Regions from separate parts of the Muntiacus reevesi genome. Here region 2 is linked to region 1. Evidence: chromatin contacts called from public Hi-C data. All regions are on one chromosome and are shown on one strand. Each heading gives the region's core, a stretch centred on a gene start, on an enhancer-like site or on the middle of the called end of the contact. The rest is flanking DNA. Distances are from core to core; before and after follow the strand shown. Region 1 holds the start of LOC136150647. Region 2 holds the start of TSPYL1 (TSPY like 1).

Region 1 (5,086 bases), core at 1,648-4,147:
TGAGTCTTTGAAACATCTGACTAAATGAAACATTAGCCACATGAACTGTTTGAGAATTAAGATTAACCCTTAAATAGGGAATTCTTAATCCTGCACCTCTGAGAAAAGTGAGATGGCCTAAAAAATTCATAAGCACAGAAAAGCAAAAATAAACTTCAAAACATATTTTGAAGACTGCTAATTCCGAGAAGGGGACGACAGAGGATGAGATGGCTGGATGGCATCACTGACTCGATGGGCATGAGTTTGAGTAGGCTCCGGGAATTTGTGATGGACAGGGAGGCCTGGCGTGCTGCGATTCATGGGGTCGCAAACAGTCAGACAGGACTGAGTGACTGAACTGACTGACTGACTATTAGAAAGTAGCAACTGTGACTTTGCATTATTTGCAGAAAAAAAACACAAATGATACAATGAATCTCTCACAGACATTTTTCTTTAGCAGTAAAGAAAACAGAGAAGAGAAAAAACAACTGCTTCAGAGGACTACATACATATTTCTATACATTTCTAATTACTAACACTGATAACCTATTTGAGAATTTGCAGTGTGCTTTCACATACATTGTTTCACGTTATTCGAATGATCTTAAAAGTTTATATAACCTGTAAAGGTTAGTGCTAAGGCTGGACTTCCCACTTCTGGCTTCAGATCCCATGATGCTTGGCTCCACTATATTGTTTACCTGTCTGCAGAGCTTGAAACACACTTATCCTGCAACATCTTTAACTACAAATTAAAAATGAGACACTGAAAGAAAGCCAGTCTATCTCATAAAAATCACCCACTTTCAGGTGGGTGTTCTGTGAAGTGTCTCTGTGTCAAAAGGAAATTAGAAATCAACCAAAAATGCTTAATGATGCCCCAATAGGTGACACAGATTTGGAAGTGAGTTCTCTTGCTTACATTAGCACTGGAAGTTATCTTTAGTATTAAAAATTAAAGAACCACTCTTGAGCATCCTGAAATATGAAGGTTTTACAGTAAATATACAACAGATTTGAAAATGATGTTTTACTAAAAATTCTGTTAATAAAAAAGTAAAGCAGATAAAGGGGCACTTCATTTACAAGATTAAAACTTGAAACCAACCTTCTTTTCCTAATATAAAGCTTAAATTGGTTGCTTCACTGCACCTATTTTGACAACCTGTGTTTTGATTATCATTTAGGAAATTAACAAATTTTTTACTTGGCATTTCTCTTTGATCCATGGATTAAAGGTGCTATCAACTTCCTTGCCAAACTCATTCTGTCTCCCTCATTTGTCATTTTGGTCAAAGGAACTTCATCTTTCCAGTTCCTGCCAAATATCACCCCTTATTCATCCTTTTCTTACAACCCATATCAAATCCTGACACCTTCAAAATATATCCAGAATCTGTTTGGTCCTATAGCTTTGGTCCAAATCATCACCGTCTTTGTTTAGATTATTGCTATGGCCAAACTGGTCTCCACACTTTCAGACTTTGTCCCTCTTCCACCTAAATCCTCCAATGATCCTACATGATCTGCAAACTCCCACACCAGTTCACCATGCACCAGCCACACTGGCTTCCAAAATAACAAGCGGGCTCTCACCGTAGGATCTTAGCACTGGCTCTCCCGTTTGTGCAGAACCTTCTTCTCCAGTAACAAATCACTGATTTCCCTAAACAGAGGATATACAGAAGAAGCACCTTGTATTTGCAAAGTTACTTCATGTATTTCCTGTGATTCTTTCCATCCTCAGAAGAGTTCCCATTTTTTTCTTGAAAATTTAAAACAACGCCCTACTCAACCCTTAATGCCGAAGACATGGAATCAGTACCAAAGCGAATATGTCCGTTTTCACATATCCTTCGGCTAAGTAGGTAGTGTGCGTGTCAGTCGCTCAGTCACGTCAGACTCTTTCCTACCCCATGGGCTCTCGCCCGCCAGGCTCCTCTGTCCATGGAATTCTCCAGGCAAGAGTACAGGAGTGGGTTGCCAAGTAGGCAATAAGTTCCAACAAAATATCAAGATACCTTCTGGTCCATAGGACATCATCCTTTTATCAAGAGAAAACTTCAGAGCCTTTATCTCTAAGCTTTAATACAAAAACAAAAAGAAAAATAGACGAATATGAAAATTTTTAAAATGTTCTTGTATTTTTCTCCACTAAAAAACTAAAAATCTTCTTTTTTTATACACATGAATGGATCTTTAGCTTTCATTTCATAAAAATACCATGTCTGGCCATTTTCTTAGTTTGTGCCATTACAGTTTTCTTTGAAAACTCTCTTTGTAACAGCTGTGATGAACTAGAAGATAAGAGATGTATATGTATTAAGTGCTATTATTACTTCTTCAGTTTCATTCTTCCAAATCAGAGGTTCTGAGTATTCTTCGGAGGCAATACTTACCAAAACTGTCACCGAAACTTACACCCAACTCAGAAATACGCGATCTCAGAATATTTAGATCTACAACGTGCCGAGTTCATTTTACATACTCAAAAGATCACAGGACTTTCACTTGCTTTCTCCCGCAGGTCCACTGACTCGTTACTCGGAAGCTGGGCCGAGCTTTCTGGACCCGCCTGGATGTATTGCGAGAGCTGTTCCTCTGCCTGCTGGGTTCTACAGTCTTGTGGGATGCCGAGAACTTGGAGGTTCCAGAAACGTAGAAATCACCTGGGACACGCCATTAGTCGGCACTAGGACCTGGGCATCCGCCCTCTGGACGCTGCCTCAGGGTTGCAACCCGGAGACCCGCAGCGACCTAGTGCAGAGACGCCCCATCGTCCCGCGTCCAGCTAGACAGCCCCTCCCGGGTACCCGAGGCTGGCCTTAAGACCAGACTAGTGGAGCGAGGATGCGGCGCTCAGGGCCTTCTCGGGTTCTGGCTCTGCAAAGTCCAGTAACCAATCCTTAGGTGTCTGTGGCAAATGCCAGACCAGGTGTCTCCCCCATCCCAGCAAGTCCCGAGCGGGCGTGGGAGAGGCAGCCCAACGGCCAGGCCCGACGAGTCGAACGCGGAACGAGAGAGCAGGCGGAGGCCGGCGCGGGGTTGTTGCTCAGCAGGCCCAGCCTGGCTGTGGGCCCCAGGCCTCTCCGCCTGGGACTCTGCGCCTGCGCCCGCCCGGCCGCTGCCTGCTCTCCCAGCGCGGCCGCGGTCCAGGCTGCAGCACGCCGCCTGGGTGTCTGGGCGATCCATGGGCTGCAGCGAGGGCCGCGATGACAGATTACGGCGAGGAGCAGCGCAACGAGCTGGAGGCTCTGGAGTCCATCTACCCTGACTCCTTCACAGGTGACTTCCGCGGCCGCAGGCCCGCAGCTACCCGGGGTGGAGTGGGACGGGCCGCCGCCTCCACGGCCCTCGACATCCCCGGCCAGGATGGAGAAGGGAACAGCCAGGCCGCGTGGCCACCTCGCTCGCCACTCTCTCCTCGAGCTCTTCTCTTGAAGTGATCAGGCGTTTACTAGTGGCTCTACGGCTGTTTTCTCCTCTCCGCTAATTCCTTGAAATCTGAAAGTCCGGGCGAGGCTAGCAAGGTCCCTGGAGTGTCAGGCCTGGAATTCAGTCGGGTGCACTTTGGTTTCTGTGTCGTTGCCGTCCATGGGGTCGCAAATAGTCGGACACGACCGAGCGACTGAACGGATCTGAACTAACAGCAGCGTGAGGTTTAGTGAAATACACGGATGAAGGTACTCCAAGTGGGAGTAGTCTTTCCAGAGCCGCAGAAGTGCCGGTTTTCACATTTTCACCATTATTCAGGCTCTTTTCTCATATTTGGTGTTTTAAAGTTTGTGGATTCAGAATTCTCAAAGTTACCCAGGATCAGTTTTGAGAGTAGTCTTGTCCCCGAAGTTTGTCGTTTTTCTTTTCTTTTTTAATGTTCTGAGATTCTGCGGATTGCCCAATGAATGAGTTGGCTCAAATTCCAGGTCCACTGTCAGATCACAGGTAGTTAGACTTGTAGTAGGATATTAGACGTCATGGACCGAGGAGCCTGGAAGGCTGCGGTCCATGGGGTCGCTGAGGGTCCGATACGACTGAGCGACTTCACTTTCACTTTTCACTTTCAGGCACTGGAGAAGGAAATGGCAACCCACTCCAATGTGCTTGCCTGGAGAATCCCGGGGACGGGGGAGCCTGGTGGGCTGCCGTCTATGGGGTCGCACAGAGTCGGACACGACCGAAGTGACTGAGCAGCCTGGCTTCCTCTTGCCAGAAGCAAGGTAGTGGAGGCTCAGGAAAGGCAAGCGGGTGGCTCCGGGTTGGCCAGCAAGTTAGTAGCAGGACTGGTAATAAGAGTGAGGTTTTGAGAGGTGATCTAAAGCCTGTATGAGCGTGTATAGCCTAGGTTTGTGGGACTTACCTTCCTTATCCCGTCCTTTGAGTGTCATCCATCACTGACTCAGAATTCAGAGTGTAAGGTCGTGTTATTTTAACTCATTAACTCCAGCCCCTCTCCCTTGTCACTGTTCAGCTTAATTTTCTTAGCTCCACCCTTTGATCACTGCTTGCAATGGTAGCAAATTTTGTTCTGCTTTGCCAACAGGCTTTTGTCTCTCAGCTCTGCCTGTATACTTCAGTCCTGTTCATGTTCTCTCTTCAGCAGTACAGCTGTGCTGTGAGGATGTTAAGGGGATGAGTGAAGAGGGGTTTGAGAGTGTCCTTAACTGGGTGAGTGTGTATGGAGTCTGGCTCCCTTCTCTATCCTTGCTTATGTATCAATGTCTAAGTAAAACAGAATATAGGGTCAGTTGTTGGATACACTCTTAATCGTGACGTTTGGTCATTTCTGATACATTGGAAATGGGACAGGCATGGGCACAGCATAGGCAGACTTAAGAAGGCACAAGATGTGCTGCTCTCATTTCTTTGGACATTGAGGTATACTCATTAAATATTGTGCTTATAAACATTTGTAAAAGTGATACGTTGTAACCCTAAAATAATTGGATGGTTCTTTCACATGTACTAGGCTCTGATATAGTTGGGTATGTGAAATTCTTGTCAGATGCAAAAGTGCTTGAGAATTCTGAGTCATGTTAATAAAAGAAAATTTGTGGATCTTGGACGTCTCAAGTACTCTGCAGTATCAGCTGAGCTCTTCTGT
Region 2 (4,597 bases), core at 1,264-3,763, 260 kb before region 1:
GATGTTACTAATGGGGGTGGAGGATGCAGAAGAGAGCAGAAAAAATAAGAGCTCTGGCAATCTATTAGACAAGACAACCTGTTCCTTGAAATAAGAGAGCCAAATTAAAACTAAAAGACTTGAGTTGCACACGATTATGAGCTACCACTTAAGACAAGAGAGAGACAACAGAGAACGTATACTGCCACCCTGGCACTTAATTACGCTCAGGATGAAAAAAGGAGGCACAAAGAGGTACCCAGCTCTAGAGACTGAGAAAGCCTCGTACTTTGAATGGACACCATCCTTAGGCCAACCTGCCAGAAGAAGTATAACTTGTCACCTCAACCACTTGCTTGACAGTTAACAGGGTTCTTGACCATGGGGGGGGGGGGGGGGCGAGGCATGAGGAATAGAGAAGTCTTTGGGGAAGAATGGAAGGGTCTTCTGAGTGCTGGCAGGAAACCTGGACATTGTTTACCAGAAACCAGAGTGGGGCTGACAAAGTTCTAGAAGATGTCCATCCAGTAGGTAGCAGTCAAGGGCACAGCCAGTAGCAGGCAGCAATAGTAGGTGACCAGAGGTGCAAGAAGAGCAATGGAGTCACATAAATCATACAGGCCAAGTGGCCCACTGCAGTTCTCCCTTGATATCATTAATGCCCAGTTATGCACAGGCTATATGCCTGTGCTGCAGAGTAGGATGGGTAGAATGGCCTCCTAGATAAATAACTCCAGGTATGAGTCAGACCTGAGGCTCTCGGAACAAACAGGGTCCAAGTAGTACAGATAAAGACTATTAAATTTACAACATCAACAAGCTTACTTAGGAGTGGTATGAATCATGGGCCATGCAGCATGTGATATTAATGCAGAAAAGCACGAAGGCCATGTGGAAGTGAAGGAGCATGGCCATGACTGTCTCAATCTAGAGGCTGAAAGAACTTTATGTCCAGAGGAAAAAAAGGCTCCAGAAATGTTAGAGAAAAAAAGGATGGGGGCGGGGGGAGGGGGGCGGTTAGAAGACATATCCGTATCTGTTGCCCAAGCACAGGTCCATTAAGCGGCGAAGAGACTTTGTGCAGAAACCTTCCAATGGCAAAGTTTAACCGGACTGGAACCCAAAGGGCCTGGGGATCTCCACGGGCTCCCTTAATGGGCGACGTCTGGCTCTACGGACTCCTTCACGCAGTAGGTAGTATTGCAGTGGATTTGGCCACAGGTCCTCTTTGATAATTTCAGCAATCCTGTCAGACTCTGGAAGGCTGTGGTCTGAAAACCAGGTGAAGAAATTGCACACAACCTCTTGGTTCCTGCGAATGAAGGACTGGGGTTCATGGCCCCGACGCCATATGATTGGAGTGGAAAGAGACACTACTCGGCCAGAGGCTCTGACCTCATATTCTTTGACAATCAGCTTGTTTCGAAAATACGGGTTTCTCCGAAAGAAGAACTTGAACTTGCATCCTGTTCGCGGGTGTCTGAGCTCCTTCACCTCCAAATTGGTTATGTATCTTAACATCTCTGCATCTTGGCCTCTAATCATAGGAGATAACTGGGGGTGGTTCCGAAAGGCAGTGACCCAGAAGCCCGGGATATTCTGAATGATGTAGTTCCTCCGCTCCAGGTAGTGTCGACGCATCCGCCCGAATTTATGCTCTAGTTGCTGAAAGGCCCGGTCAGCCTGAGCGTTCACAGTGTCCAGTTCTAGCTGGATGGCCTCCAGCGGGTTCATGCGGAGATCCATACGCAGGGGCCGCTGCCCCGCCTCCTCCACCACTCCGTTCTCCACCATTTCTATTTCTTCACCGACTGGCCTCTCCTCCACCTCCATTCCCTGCTCCACTCCCTCCTCCTCCTCCGCTCTTTCCTTCCCCACCACCTCCTCATCCACTGCGACTGAGAAGACGGGGCCTTCTTCAGTCTTCGCTTCCTCAGCCTTCGCCTCCGACATCAAGTCAGACCCCAACTTCTCTGCGCCACAAGTTTCTAGCGCCTTCTCCCTACTCGAGCCCTGCGGCTCTACAGTCTGACGGCCATTTCCCAGGCTGTCGTCCGTTGCCAGGAACATAGACGCCGTTTCCAAGCCCTCCCTAGGAGGCGGAGCCGGCTCTAGCCTCGCTTCGGGCGCAACATAACCGCCATCCCCACCGTCTCGGATCTGGAACGTACCGACACAGCCTGAATCTGGGGGACCAGTTGGAGGTGCGCCTTCCTCCTCTGGAAGCTGGGGTGGTGGGAGCGCGACGGCCTCGAAACACCCCTCACCCGTCTCCGCCATCACCTGTGACGCCTCTGTTTCCAGGCACAGGGGAGGGTCCGGGGCTCCGGCGGCACAGTCGGATGTGGTGAGGCTGTGGGTTCCAAGGAGAGGGGTCCTCTCGACCCCGTCTGGGTCGCTCATGTCGGCAGCACCCCGATAAAACGAAGGCCAACGTCTGTTTTCCTCTCAGAAGCCGCGCTCGACGAAAACTTGCCGCTTGTGACACCCACTCTCTAATCTCGCGAGCGACTCCGTGAGGATGACGTCAGGGTTGTAGATCGCAATGTGACGCGAGAACTCGCGGCTTCTGGGATGGTTTAGCGGGCTTCCTACGGTCCGGGTGTTCTGTTAGCTTTATTTTTACGAATTTAATCCGGTGGATTGGTAATTTGACTTACGTAAGTAAATGTGGCTCGCAATCAGAGGCTGAAGCAGTGAGACCCCACCCCCTTCTCTTCCTGACAGTGCATCTGGAAGTACCTCCAGATTGTTCGCTCGGCTATTTGTAAGGACCCCAGTACTACACTGCCTCCTGTTGTCTGAAAACATGTTTTTATGGTTTTGTGAGCAAGAGGGTAAATCTATTCCCTATTCCACGATAGGCAGGAGCAAAATTCTCTTTATTTTTTAACTAAATTAATAGCAAACTGTTTCCCTTTTCTCGGGTAGTGAAGTGAAAATATTCTGGCCTGTAACATCTCTGGGAGAAAAAGCTACTGAACGACTTTTTACCACAAAAGTCATGCATATTGTACCCTGCTAGCCTTACCTTGATAATCTGTATCAAAGAAGAGCTTGTCTTGCGCGATATTTGCAGGAATTAAGTCAGAATCAATTTGCTGAATCTCGCTCCGTGGCCCCTCACTGCAGGAAATAGAAAAGCTATTTCCAGCCCCATGAATTTATTAATCTAATAACGAGTTTAGTTCTGAAAGAAGGTAGGAAAGGTTGGCTCTGGTGAAGTATCTGTTCATGGTAATTAGCTTGTAGAGTTCTTTCAAAGGGGATGTCAGTGTCTGGTTGTTTTAGTTTGTTGACTTGTGAGGAAAACTGGTGTTAGAGAGCTAGGGGACTTCAGACAAATACTGGTAGAGGGGCCATCCACCTCCATTTTTATGAAGAAAAGTCAGTTAAAATGGATATCCAAGATGGCCTTGAGTAGAAAACAAACGGCTGGTCTACCAGTTTTAAGTTAGTTGAGTTAGATGTAAAAGAGGCAAATGTTTTTTGATTTTGGGGTTTCTTTTTTTTCCTATTATAGTACACTGAATAATGGCCCCCTAAAATATCCATGTCCTAACCTTCATAACCTGTGTCGTTTCTTACCTGGCGAAAGAACTCCATAGGCATGTTTCAGTTAAGCACCAGGATATTGAAAGATTGTGCTGGGCTGTCCCGGTGGATGGACCCTGTATAATTACAGTAAGAAGAAGTGAGAGTGTCAGTGTGAGACTGATGACCAGAGCAGAGGTGAGAAAGTGAAAAAGAGGGAGAAAAAAAGATTTGGAGATGGAGGAAGGAACAAAGATCCAAAGAATAAAGGCAACCTCTCTAGAAGCTGGAAAGGTAAGGAGGAAGATTTTCCCATAGAGCCTCCAAAGGAATGCAGCCCTATCCGCATCTTGATTTTTATCTAACCTCCAAACCTGTAAGATAATTAATTTGTGTACCTTAACACTGTTAAGTCTGTGGTAATTTGTTACAACAGTATAAAAGGGATATTCCTTGGGTTGAAGTTTGGCTGCATCTCTGTGTGGCTCAAGTTTTTCCTGGCAGCAACCCCTTCAACCTCAACATTGCTTCCTGTAAGGTCCTGCCCAACTGCTATGGTTTATCATATCTTGAGTCTGTTTTTGGCTCTCAAATCCAGAAATATACTTAGGCGATATACAGGCAAAGTTAAAGCCAAAACCTACCATAAAATATGTTTGAGAAGACTGTGAATTCTAGGACAGGGTCTTGGTTTTGTTTACCACTGTTTACCTAACACTGCCTTGCGTGTGTGTTACATAGATTATTAGAATGTCAAGTAAAGAGACAAAGGCACAGAATACAGTTTCTTCTGCCTGCAGCTTGGGGCTTGCAGAAATAAGGAGCATGTAGGTAGTCACCCTGTTCTCCCCATCAGCCACCAGCAGACCAAAGGACTGTTCTGTCTGCAGTAATGAAGTCCTAGTCAGAATGAATTTGTTCATATGCATCAAAGGCCCAAAAAGCATAGGAAAAATGCAGGAAAAACAGTTTTGTTTTACAGATAATTTATATGTGTGTTATCACATTGTATGATAAATACCAAAAGAACTGACCTGTCTTCATGAATTTACATAGCAACGCCTTAAACTACCAGCACTGTATC

Evidence for each region. A called contact is a pair of places that touch in the nucleus more often than the background predicts.
Region 2: a Hi-C map of muscle shows a contact between it and region 1, with 3 times the contacts expected there. The contact joins the promoter of TSPYL1 here to the promoter of LOC136150647 in region 1. A contact is called at or near these places in 2 of 3 Hi-C or Micro-C datasets (blood and muscle).

What each region holds. Positions count from the first base shown.
Region 1 is chr19:32,199,853-32,204,938 of mMunRee1.1, reverse strand. It overlaps LOC136150647, which reads right to left and starts at 2,897. Exons shown (of 2, transcript XM_065911315.1): 1 at 2,385-2,897. It overlaps RWDD1 (RWD domain containing 1), which reads left to right and starts at 3,051. Exons shown (of 7, transcript XM_065911311.1): 1 at 3,051-3,270. The coding sequence starts at 3,198.
Region 2 is chr19:32,457,756-32,462,352 of mMunRee1.1, reverse strand. TSPYL1 (TSPY like 1) reads right to left here and starts at 2,513. Exons shown (of 1, transcript XM_065911479.1): 1 at 1-2,513. The coding sequence starts at 2,382. The coding sequence ends at 1,084.